Regions from separate parts of the Gossypium hirsutum genome. Here all the other regions are linked to region 1. A link is a contact called in public Hi-C data. All regions are on one chromosome and are shown on one strand. The core of a region is the stretch at or near the end of the contact, and the rest is flanking DNA. Distances in the headings are between cores, read along the strand shown.

Region 1 (4,744 bases), core at 54-2,553:
TCGACAAAGAACCATCAAGAATATTGGAAAGAAGAATGGTTAAGAAGGGCAATCGTGCGACAATAAAGGTGCTGGTTGAATGGTTCAACACCTACCTTGAAGACTCAACATGAGAGGATCTACAAGCATTACAGAAGCGATATCCTAATTTTCATCCTTAAGGACACGGATCCTGTTCGAGAAGGGAGTAACTGATACAGACCAAAATGGAAGGCCATGGTTTCAACTCTGTTTATTTCACACTATTTTTAATTTCTAATTATCATGCGTCAAACGCTGCGTTTGTCTGTTTTGTTTTCTTTAAATGGTGAGTTTTGTCCTGTTTGTATTGACACTATCTGTGTGTTTGTGCTGCACTCTTTTAACCCCGTATCACAGACATGAGGGGTATTATGAAAAATTGAATTATTCTCCCTTCTTGGTTCTCTTATCTCAACTGCTTTCATCTCTTCCTCTCTTAGTTCTTTCTTCTTCATTTCTTGTTCTTCCAGTAACGTTACCGACGGTATCATCTTCCACATTCCAAAACTTAACCAAAATAACTCCTTCTTTTGTCACCACAAAGTTAACCTCCTCTTTTGTGTACCAGATTGACTTGAATACTCGATACATAGCTTCATGATTAACCTTTTCAATGGACAATATTTTTCCTATAGCATAAGCCTCGAAACCCTGGGAAATGTTGGAGCCCGAATTTGTGTAAAAGATCTTTATTCTTTCTTCCTTCAAGGAATTTAATTTTTTTAATAGTCTGTTAAAATCCTATTCTATACTGGCACCCAAAGGAGACCCCAAGAAAGGATGAAAAAGCACAACCTGACTCAGGAAATTGAAAAACCACCACTCGAGATTCAAGAAACATGATGAATACTCCAACAATCTCTTTCATTCATAGAAACAAGAGAGAACACAATGTTTCATTCCATAGCCTGACAAAAGTCAACAGAGGCACAAAGGCACAGAAACAGGGCCAAGACCTAACAACGCTGAAAGCCACAAGAAAAGCTAAGAATCCTAATATAAACATAAAGCCAAAGAAGATAGAATTACACTAGGAAAAAGTACAATTATTTAATATTTATTGTAAAAAAGTCAAAAGATTTATTAATGGCATCCATGTAGAAGATGACAAAGAACCACGCAAGGTTAACGTAAAGAACCATACAAGAACCACATAATTTTTAAAAGAACATAAAAAAATTACTTAGAGAACAACAAAACTTATCAAGAAACTCTATCAACCAGGACCTAGATGCAACTTAGTCGATTCATAGTCATTCACGTACACAACAATCATACTTCCTCGAGCGGCCCGCCACTGTACCTAAAATGAGATCACACCGTTTGTAGGACCCACCCACCACTAACACTACAAAACAACCATCCAATTATCCTAAACAAAAGAATAAAGATGGACTCCACACACCGGAAAACAAGAACCAAATGTCTCGCAATATTTTTTTTAAGGTTTAATAATCTTAATCAAAGTATATAAGGAATTAAAAAGGAAAAGATGAGACCATTTTTAATCATCTTCATCTTTATCACGATAAGGAAAATGAAATTAGGGTTCTAACATTTTTCAAGTTTTGTTCTTTCAATTGGTAAGTGATTTCAAGCTCGTTTCTTATAATTTTTATGTTTTTGAGATTCTGAGAGCTTGGTTTAGCTAGCCTAGAGACTATTTTGAAAAAAAAATAAATTTTATAAAATTTACAATTAATGTATTATTGAAGTTTTTTTTTTTGGTTATTTGGTTAGATTTGAAGTTTAGATATGAAGAAAAAGACTTGATTTGTAAAATAAAAGTTACTAGTTTTGAACTTAGGGACTAAAGTGTAATAATTTTGAATTTTCATGAAATTTTTATAAATATAGGTTTTAATGGGCTATAGGAGGATGGATTTGAGATCAATTTCGAAATCAGATCTCAAATTAGAAAGTTATAACATTTTTTGTTTTATGGACTAAATTGAATAAAATGTAAAACATGAAGTATTATTCGATAGATTAAATTGAAATGTCATATGATTTAGATCGAGATTTACAATAACTAGTGGATATACGAGGAAAATAGAAAATTACTAAATAATCCCTGATGGCTAAACTATTGCTGTTTTTCCAGGTAAGTTCATACAATATAAACAAGTTTAAGTTGTTGTTAAGTTGTGTCTAAATGCATATATATGTTCTATTGAAAGTTTGGATTGTTTATGAATTAGTACATAGTTAGAGGTTGATTTTTTATGATCCCGAGCTCCAGCATTTGTGGTGAACTCGAAGATACATCAGATACAAGTTTAGCTCATATGAGTAACTTGATGTCGTTTTACTAGTTTACCTAGACGGGTAACCTTACATTTATATACAGCCCTACCAAGGCTACCAAGGCTATTTATTGTGTCGATAAAGGTTTAGTCCGGATGGGTAATCTAACACTGATGTATATAATTAGCTCGAACGAGAATTAGATCTGATTTGCACCTGTGTATTTAGTTGTTTTACGATGTTTCATCAAGAACAATAAAAGATAAGAAAGATGGAATTATGATATCTATATGGGCAAATGATGGATATGAAATTCATATAAAGTATGTTGATTTGACCTTGGTACATTGTCATTTAAGTTTCAAAGTATGATTGTAACACCTCAAACCCAGCCTAGACGTTATGGCCAAATCTGGTGTTGTTTCATGATAGTGCTTTTGATATTGTACTTGACGAGTAAAAATCGCTTCAGTTACTTAATCTTTGTTATGATTAAAACGTATCTCTTTTTCGCGGAAGCTTTGAAAACATACAATTTTAGGGAAACCTGTAATTAATTTTTGAAAGCCTTAGTTTATAAGAAAAACTATTTGTTTTTAGTGAAAGTAGAGTTTTGATCATGCTTGTCAAAAATAAAACATCAACAGTATAAAACCGAGTTAAAACCAGATAGTCCAAAGTCCCAGAAATTACAAAGTAAAACCCAAATTAAAAGAGGAAACAAATAATTAAGAAAAACTGCATTAATATAGTACGAAATCGTGGTGGTGACTGCCGAGACCTCCGCTGCACCGATCCACCTAATGCTGGGGATTACTTGAACAAATTAAACAGGAAGGAGTGAGTTTCCACAAACTCAGTGTGTAAACCCCACAGAAAATATACACACAGTGCATATCCGAAATCAATCTTGTATTTATATATAGATCGGGCCTTAGCCCTTTACAGAATCAATGTGGACCTTAGCCCACTCAGGTATAAAATTAGATACAGAATAGTATAATAGAGTCTTACCCACCAGCCTCTACACACCATCTCCGTCCAACCCTACACACCATGTGGGGATAAATTCAACCCACCCATCCCTACACACCATGCTATATCGAAATACGGCACATTATTAGATAATTGCAGCTGAGCTACCAGATATCAGGCTTAAGAGCCTTTTAGAATACTTCCTCCAAAACATCAACCCAACCCCGATGCAATGCAACATACAAATATGACATGCTAATATGCATTTTACCAGATCATACAATTAATTCATATCATAGTTCATGCTTAGTACAGAAATCAGACAGTCAGGATTCTCGTTTAGGGGTCTAAGTAATGCTTACCGACCCTACAGTAGGTCCACAGTCAACTTGGGTGACTCGTGCAACCTTACAAATTATTTCAAAAAAATGAGCTCACACCCCTATGTGGCCTGCCCGTGTGGGCCCACATGACCCAAATTGGCCTTGGCCGTGTAGATCACACGGCTTGGCCCAAAAACCCCACACACTTGTGTGGCCCACACGGCTTAATTGGCCGAGCCCGTGTCTCGCACACAACCTCGCCGGCCATCACACAGCTGTGTCATGCGCGCATGGCTTAGCTCATCATTCACATATCCGTGTTCAGTCACATGGCCTACCAAACCGGTGACCACACGCTTGTGTGACGTTCACAGATTTGTTTTTCGACGTTCGTCAGATTCTCGTTTTCTGTGTTCTCAGGTACACGCCTGGTATTGATTCGAAACTAAAACGACCACTAGCACTCCAGAACCTTCATTAAACCAATATAATGCCAAATTAGTCACTTAAAGATATGCTCAAATGAAAACGCACGAGAAAGACCAAATGCTAACTCACAAAATGTTACCTTCAGTCGCACAATCGGGGTTTCACCCACTTCGCACATCAATCAAAGATCTCCAGCTCTTTGATTATCTCCTAAAGACCAGTCGACCCGGTTAACAATGATTCATTAACCCAAAGTTAGCAATAAAACGTTAATTGCACTTACCCAACGCAAAGAGAAAACAGAGGTAATGGATCTCGAAACCTTAGTAGTAAGAAGGGGACGATTTTACGTAGGAAAAGGAAGAATAAATTCGGTAGCAAGGGGGGTTTAGGAAGAGTAAAAATGGCAGTAAAGCTTGAGAAAGAAATCGGTTTTGGAAAAACTCCTAATCACTTCCCCTAAACTCTCTTCAAAACTCTCACCACTAACCCACTACTCAGATTTTCAGTAAAACTCAAACTCTAGCTGAAATTTGTAGCGAAAATAAAACCCTTGCTTACACCTTGATTCGAACACAAGACCTCCAATATATTAACACTCCACTTAACCACTAGACCAGCAGGCCCATTCTGCCAGAATTTTACATACAATCAAATATAAGCCTATTAAACAACAGTGAGGCTTTATTCATAAAAATACCAAAAATTTACCCAAGTTATAGCTTGAACTTGGGACCTCTCACACAGAC
Region 2 (4,134 bases), core at 308-2,807, 130 kb after region 1:
GGAGCTCGAGCCTTTCTTGCGTCTAGCTTAGAATACATTTTAAAGACTTAAAAATATTTAATATTTCAAGGCATACTTTTTTTTTGTTCTACGTTGAGTCTTGACGATAAAAAAGTAAGCAAATTAAACTTTAATAGTAGACTTTGAATCCAATTAAAATCTATTAATAGCAAACTTTGAAAGTGGATCTTATTTTCCAAGTATACAATAGGTACATAACCAATGACTCTTCATAAATAAATTGTCTCTCTTCTTAAAAAGTTCTTGGAAATTCTTGATCTTTTCTTGTCTTCTTCATTTTTTCACTTTTGGTAGTGAGAAAATTTATTACGATAATCCCCCGTGACTATTATTATAGTCCAATTTTCTACATCCACATTAAAGATTATATCTTTCGAATTTATTACATATTGTTACATTCTCTCCAGGGTATGGTTAGGTTTCTTGGTTAAAAACTTTTGTTCAATCATAAGTAAAAAAAAAATCATGATATTGCTACCATAGAAGCACATTTGAATCTTCAAAAAATTTGATCATCCAAATAGCATACATACTATAATTTAATAAAGGAATCTTAGTTTAAAAGAAATATTAAATTAGTAATATTTTTTCATAAAATAATTTTACAAAAAATCAATCAACAAAGGAGAAAAATATACCACGTAAGGATTATATAAATTTCTTTGAATAAAAGGGTATAAAAAAAATTTAGAGATTCATGTGTACCTGAGTGGTTAAAGGCTCTAATGATTACCCATAGTGCGCAGGCCTCAATTAAAATAGCAACAACTCTAAGAGGCAATCGACAATAGTAAATTTTTGGATATTTTTGTGACTTATGGAGAAAAACAATTAAAATAGAATCGTACTGATAGAGAATAAAGAACAATGAAAATGTGGGAAGCAATAAAGAATGTATTTTATTGATGAATGGGAATATTTACAAAGCTTCTCGAAAATCTCTATTTATAGGCATAAAAAATAAAAATAAAGAAAAGATTTACTTCTAATGACTTAGAATTTAAAGTAGATCAAAACTGATGTTGATCTTGATGGAGATCTACTTAATAAGATATTTATAATAAATTTTTTATTTATTAAATAATAATTTAAATTGAATATAATCTTAATGTAACTATCATTTCGACTAATTTGTTAGCCTTCATTAATAACTTGAAAAAACGAAAAGACTTGCGAAATAAAATTGTAAAAACAGGGTAAAATTATCAAATCATCTTTCGTCACCCTTGATATGCTGGTGTACTTTCTCATTGCATCACATGCCGTATTTCCGAAAAAGTTAAATAATAAGGGGTGAAAATGATGTTTCCTTTTTCTCACAATTCCTATACTATTTTCTTTTCAAGTCGTTCAATATCACAATACCATACAAAGCAGATGTTTGTATAGAGATACATACGTCTAAATGAAAGAAGAAATTGTTAAATATTCAACTTGTGATTTGAGTTTTAAGTAAACTTCAACTTGAAGAGAAAAACTTGTTAAAGACTTCGAGGATTAGTAATGGGGAATTTCACAAGTTTCTCCAAGGCAAGTTTCCAATTCGATGTCACCCTATACCTTTAAATACTCAAAGATGGGCATACCCAAAAAACATATCCCATCTTAAAAAACAAAACTGACCTTTACAAGCTTTTTCATCCATCTCTCTTTGTTTTAATTTGGAGGATCATAGCAATGGAGAGTAAGCAAAAGTTCCTCCATGGAACACTTGAAGCCTCCATCTTTGATGCAACACCTTACACACCTTCCTTTCCCTTCAATGTAAGTTGTTTTGGTTTTATTAATTTCCACGATGATCACAATAATTTTGATGTCCTTTACAAACTTACAAGTTTGTTTGCTTGTTTTGAAGTGTATGATTGCAAATGGAAAGCCAACCTACGTTACGATCAAGCTGGACAATAAGAAGGTAGCAAAGACAACCCTGGAACGAGATCGTGTATGGAACCAAACATTTCAAATTCTGTGTGCTCATCCACCTGATTCAACCATCACCATTACAATGAAAACAAAGTGTTCCATCTTAGGCAAATTCAGCATCCAGGCAAGGCAAATACTAATGGACTCAAGTTTGATCAATGGCTTCTTTCCTCTCCAACTTGAAAATGGTAAAACCAGTCCAGAAGTAAAGCTGAGGTTCATGTTGTGGTTCAAACCAGCGGAGTTTGAACCAACATGGGGAAGAGTGATTGACGGTAGAGGATTCCAGGGGCTTCGAAACGCTACTTTTCCTCAACGCGCCGATTGCAATGTGAAGCTTTATCAAGACGTCCACCATACCTCAGCTTTTCAGCCTCCATTTTCTTCCTTCTCTTCTGCTCCAACAAAACTGTGGGAGGATGTATATAAGGCCATTGAGGGTGCTAAACATTTGGTTTACATTGCAGGCTGGTCTTTCAATCCAAATATGGCTTTGGTATTTCAAATCATTAATCCTTTTTTCCTTTTGTTCTTTTTCTTCTCAGATGATTATTGTTGAGAACAACATGAAATCAGAATTTACTCTATAATGTTTTCGAAAACAGGTCCGGGATCCTGAAACAAGTATTCCACATGCAAGAGGGGTAAAACTTGGTGAATTGTTGAAACGAAAAGCTGAAGAAGGTGTAGCAGTGAGGATTATGCTTTGGAACGATGAAACTTCCTTACCATTTATCAAGAACCAAGGAGTAATGAGAACGCATGATGAAGACGCTTTTGCATATTTCAAACACACCAAAGTCGAATGCAAATTATGCCCAAGATTGCACCATAAGTTCCCCACACTCTTTGCTCACCATCAAAAGACCGTGACAGTTGATACCAGAGCCGCCTACGGTTCGTTGATCAACGACAGAGAAATCATGAGCTTTGTCGGTGGAGTTGATCTCTGTGACGGCCGATACGACACCGAAGAACATTCATTGTTTCGAACACTTAACATGGAATCTCATTGTTTCGACTTCTATCAAACCAACATCTCCGGGGCTAGCCTTCACAAAGGAGGGCCAAGGGAGCCATGGCATGACGCCCACGCATGTATCACTGGGGAAGCTGCTTGGGATGTGCTTGCCAATTTCGAGGAACGCTGGAATAAGCAATGTGACCCTTCTTTATTACCGCCTATAAACTCAATACCCAATCTCATACGACAGCCCTTTTCTTCAAGCAACCCTGACGAGAGCGACGACCGGAATTGGAAGGTACAAGTTTTTAGATCAATCGACCATGTGTCGACGAACCAATTGTCTAAAAACTTAACTGTGGAGCAAAGCATCCATGAAGCATACGTAGAAGCAATAAGGCGAGCTGACAGGTTCATATATATAGAAAATCAATATTTCATAGGGGGATGTCATTTATGGGATAAAGATAAGAAGTCAGGGTGTAGAAACTTGATTCCAATAGAGATTGCACTTAAAGTGGCAAGCAAAATCAAAGCGAAAGAGAGGTTTGCTGTGTATATATTGATACCAATGTGGCCTGAAGGAGTGCCTGAGAGCGAACCGGTACATGATATATTGCATTGGACAAGGCAAACCATGGAAATGATGTATAGATTGATCGGTGAAGCCATAAAAGAAAGCGGTGGACAAGAACACCCCTGTGATTACTTGAACTTCTTTTGTCTTGCAAATAGGGAAAAAGAGAGCAAAGAAGAGTTCGTTCCTCCACATTCCCCTCACCCTTCCACACAATACTGGAAGGCCCAAAAGCATAGGAGGTTCATGGTTTATGTCCACTCCAAGGTGATGATAGGTAATACCAGTACGTTTCTTATTTTATTGCCAATGACCCTACCTTTGATTATTTATTTATACATTTTTTTCATAATTTTGATTCAATCCAAACCCACCCATCATGCCACCATTTGCTATTCGTTTAATATTAAAATACAATAGATTGATGTTGTGATAGTATCCTTATATTCCATCGTTAAAGCTAAATAAAATTAATTAAAATTGGATTGGACCAGACATATCCAAAATATGAAAGACCTTATCCAAGGTCAGGCTGGTCTAGTTGGATGTATTGAGTATCAAGAGGACAATCTTGATTCAATATTAACCATGGTCGTTGCAACTTGCAGTGGATGATTTATACATTCTGATAGGATCCGCCAATGTGAAC
Region 3 (4,514 bases), core at 489-2,988, 250 kb after region 1:
AAAATTTAATATTTTTAATGATTTATTTTTTTACACACATTTGGTAAATCAAAATAAAAAAATTTGATAGACTTGTTGTATAAAAAAAATAATTTTATATTTATTTATTTTAATATTATATTATAATATAAAAATTTACATTAATTTCTTTTGTTTAGAACAAGGTGAAATGTTTAAAAATTAAGGATAAAATATAGAATATAATTTTTATAATTTAAAAATATATATTTCAAATAATCTAGTTATATTCTATAATTAATTTTAAGTAATATATCAAATAAATTTATAACTTAAATTCAGTACTTAATTTTTTAATGTATCAAACAACACCTTGGTGTCAACAAGTACTTAAAACAACATAAACCATTTATCATTACACTAATGGTTACACTAATGGTAAAGTAACATTATTATTATTTTTTAGTTTCTAATTTATGCCGATATTAGGCCATGCAAAATTTAAGCTATATTTTTGCTAATGAGACTTTTGACAATTGTTGATACAAAGTATAGGAAGAAAGAAGAGTAAGGAGGAGTAAGTGGCAGTTTTAAGGAGGGCGAATGATGTGAAAAAGTTGAGAGCTAGAGCTAGGACAAGAGGACAATTGCTTGCCATGAAAAAAATTATCCTCATCCAATGTGTGAAAGACGTACATCGTGAGGCCCATTATGTTATTCATTTAATCAGTACGAGATTGTTATGCCTAACTGGACCTTTTATAGTGTGCTGAGAACGGATGATCTCACCACAAGGTGTTGAGAATGAATGGTCAAGATATAATTTTAGATGGAGTCAATAGGAAAGTCAACGATATTTTTAGCGTAAATCTCTTTACTTTTTAAATTTAAAAATATAAATTCAATTGTTAATATTATTAAATTTTTTGATTTAAGTATGTTATATTATTTTTGGAGATGATCAAGTAAGTATTTTTTATTATTTTAAAATGTTAAACTAGCAAATTTAAGAAAAGAATATAAACATAATTAATAATGAGACGTGAATGTTGAAATTAGAAAAATTGAAATATTAAATTCTTAAAATAAATATATAAAAAAGTAAGGGAAGTATGCATATTTTAATCTATTATATTTAAGGACCAAAACCGAAACACAACAATCCCTTTGACTAGCATATTGGGTGGGCAGTACCACTTAGATCATTTTCCTTAATCAACGGCTTTAAAAATTAAAACTACTTAGCCAAAATTTACTAGTGTAAACTATTTTAATATTTTTATTTACTTCACTCACATCACACACGTTAAATTATTATTTTAAATAAAAATTTTAGGTTAAATAATACAATTAGTTTTTATATTTTTTTCGTTTTGAATAATTAAATTTTTTTTCTTTTATGTTCTTTTAACTTCTTTTTTTTTTCTTTATTTTTCATTCTCTTTTGCTTCTTCCTTTCTCCATTTTTTTGAAAGTAGTTTTTCTATATTTTCCATTTAGTAAAATTAGAGGGGAAGAAGAAAAGGAAAATAAAGAAATAAAAAGAAAAAAAGTAAATTATTTTAAAAAATAAAAGTATAGGGACTAGTTTTAACATTCCACCTTGGCTTATCGTATCATTAACGGCTCAGTGACTAAAATGTTACAACACGTTAATATAAGTAACTAAATCGTAATATTTCAAACATAAGTGACTAAAATGTAACTTTGGGTAAACAAAAGTGATATTTTGGTAATTTACCCAATTTATTATGATTATATTATCCCAAAACCATTATCGTATTACACAATTACAAACACTGCCTTCGCCTTTGCCCCTCTCGTTTTGAACCATTAGGAGCAACGTACAACAGAACATCCAACACTTCTATATCTTTCTCTTTGTTCCTGCTTTTTTTTTTGCCAGTCCTGATGACGCGTTTTGATGGCGGCTGAACCTTGAAATATTATTCCTCTCTAGTTTTTCTTTCATTCATTCATTCATTCCTTTTACTTTTCCTTTTTTTTTTATGTTTAGTTTTGTTTCATAAACTAAAAAACTAATAATCCCTACAAATGTTTTTCGTCTGCTTTCTCTTCTCTTTCGCTCTCTCTTTCCTGTTCTTTTTATTTTCTTTCTACTATAAGAAAAGGCTCCATAAGCAACAACATCCACAAGACGAACAAGGAAAATCCCAGAATGAACCGGCCCTTTCCAACCCTTCTCTCTCCCATAAAAATGCCCAAACTCGGGAAAACGATTCCACCCAATTTCCCCATTCGCTTCTGCTAGAGATCTTGCCTTCTGATTCTACACAATGGGCTGATTTGTTTACAGGTGAAAGCCATCCTAGGGAAGAAACGAGGCAAGTTGGGTCGGTTCGAGAAGGGGACCTGTTTGAATCTCAAAGCGCGAAGAAGAAAAAGAAAAGAGGAAAGAAGAAGAGATTGGATTCCAAAGGCGAAGAAGAAAATGAGGAAGACAGAAAGAAAAGGGAAGAACCAGGTCAGAGTTGTTCGGGTTCTCAGGTCAAGCCCCAGCTGGTTTGTTTGTACCCTTTTACATCAACGAGTAGTGCAACGCAAAGGAAGATCAAGCAACAATACGATCAGCTTGTTAAGTGTCATGGAAACAAAGGATTGACATTAGCTCAGGTTTGTTGAAGTTCCACTTTTTTCTTGATGTTCTTTAATCTATTGATTAACTTGACAAGTACTAATAAAGGCTACCCTTTTTATAATTTGTATTGAATTATTGTAGTTTAAGATTTTTGCTTTTGAATGTTGCTTTATTTTATGGGTTATCTTGATAGTAAAGAAAGTCCCATTGTTGCTTCTTAGTGTAAGATAATCAAGTCCTTTCTTATTTCAAGCAATAGTTTAAATTTGTATTCTTTGCTTTCCATCAAGGTTAAGACTTATCCAATTTGAAATTATTTGAGTTTGTGTTTTTTTTTTTGTTCAACAAGATGAATGAAGAGAATCTGAAACTTTTAGCCTGAATTAGGACACAGAATAATCAATTGAGGTAATAGGAAACAAGGTTTTTCTTTGGCTGTTTAGTTAAGATGACCCCTTAAACCATGTGGATGGCCTCTTCATGGGGATCTGCTCTGTAGAATTCATTATTTATTGAAGTTTTGTCATTTCAAATGGATTAGATGACGCTCTAAATTAAATTGCAGGTTAGATGAACTAAATCTGTGTATTTCCGAAAAAAAGAACTAGATTGAAGGCAGTTTTGTTTACCTGCATTTGAGATAATCAGAAATGCTTGTGTTCTCATCTTTCTGGGGCTATGATCATAATATACTTATATGTCTACGGAGGTGATTTGAATTAGTCTCTGAAGAAGCATGAGTCAATTCTACAAGTATTCTTTAAAGAAGCTGGGCCTCATATAAAGTTGCTAGTACAAGAAGGTCATGGTGAAATTTTCATCTTTTCTTGTATGTTATAAAGGATGAGCCTAGTTTAAGGTATCATAGAATAGTATTTAATTGAGGGACTTGAGGATTTTGGTAAAGTTTGGTGGGGCTAGTTTCAAGTTTTTAGTGGTAGATTCTGGCGCTTGCTTCTCTGCAGACAATGTGCTGGAAGCATCTAAGGACTTCAAATCAATTGGCAAAATAGATATTATTGTTCTAGAGACTTAGATGAGCAAACGACAAAAGTATTTGGTAGAAATTTTTCAGCTACATAAGAAAGTAATTATATCGTTTCTGTTACTTGGAAATCGATCTGAAACGTAAAGTTGGCATAAGGTAGGAATATAGGCTATTTCAAATTTGTATTGAGTTTGTCTGGCACATTTTATGCTGAGAACGAGATTCAATTGTACCAATGTTAATAAGAAGTAGTAAGGCTTAAAACTTGACACCAACTCAAGGCTCTCAAACTTAGGCCTGATTTAAGCTGATATCTTGCTGGGATTCCCAAAATCCAACATTATCTTTTAGATGAGTTTTTATGCTTGAATAAGGTTGACTGCCAGACAGATGCTAGGTTCAGTGTACTGCATAGTTAAAGTTTCAAATATCTGTTAGTGCTCCGAATCCTGTGTTTTTATACTCTGACAGTCATAAAGTATGTTAACTTGATCCAATATTTTATTAAATTCTAACTCTCCTCTTTATTGAGGAAAATTTTAAACTCATATTCTCCTGTTTGTGCCCTTTTTTGGTATAGTTATACTTGAAAACCTGAACCAGTGTTAGTTTAATTCATGCCCTCTGCTGCATATTGAATGCTTTCAGATATCAGAATTTCAGAATAAGATTATGAATTTCCCTATAAAGTTATCTCTAAATTAGTTAATAGTTGCATTGATAAGCTATTTGATACTTAGATGGTTCCCTGCCCTTTTTAATTCTGGTATATTTGTTGTAATCTTTGGTGGGGTTGAATATGCAACAACTGTAACATACTATCCTCCCTTATACAGGTTGGAGAATTTGCTAATTGCTTGATTGAGGCCAGAAATGATCTGCAACACAAGTAAGTCATCGTCATGTTTTAGAAATCCAGATCCTTAGCTTTGCTTTTCAATCATTTCCTTCTAGCTCTGAGCATTTGCT

Evidence for each region. Hi-C and Micro-C count contacts between places; a contact is called where the count stands out from the background.
Region 2: a contact with region 1 is called in a Hi-C map of hypocotyl, with 4 times the contacts expected there. The contact joins the promoter of LOC107951929 here to the enhancer-like site in region 1. A contact is called at or near these places in 15 of 34 Hi-C or Micro-C datasets (anther, fibers, hypocotyl and 3 more).
Region 3: a contact with region 1 is called in a Hi-C map of leaf, with 1.8 times the contacts expected there. The contact joins the promoter of LOC107950666 here to the enhancer-like site in region 1. A contact is called at or near these places in 2 of 34 Hi-C or Micro-C datasets (both in leaf).

The regions. Positions count from the first base shown.
Region 1 is chrA02:82,470,805-82,475,548 of Gossypium_hirsutum_v2.1, reverse strand. No RefSeq gene overlaps it. Among protein-coding and RNA genes, the nearest start is that of LOC107951932, 69 kb to the left of the region's middle. Within about 2 kb of position 1,303, at least 9 of the 9 cell types and tissues checked have an H3K27ac peak or open chromatin away from gene starts, as enhancers often do. A contact at or near this core is called in fibers, hypocotyl and leaf, where this site is marked.
Region 2 is chrA02:82,341,082-82,345,215 of Gossypium_hirsutum_v2.1, reverse strand. LOC107951929 (phospholipase D alpha 4) reads left to right here and starts at 1,557. Exons shown (of 4, transcript XM_016887113.2): 1 at 1,557-1,785; 2 at 1,877-2,440; 3 at 2,550-3,762; 4 at 4,094-4,134. The coding sequence starts at 1,699.
Region 3 is chrA02:82,224,005-82,228,518 of Gossypium_hirsutum_v2.1, reverse strand. It overlaps LOC107950666, which reads left to right and starts at 1,738. Exons shown (of 7, transcript XM_016885551.2): 1 at 1,738-2,592; 2 at 4,382-4,434. The coding sequence starts at 2,014.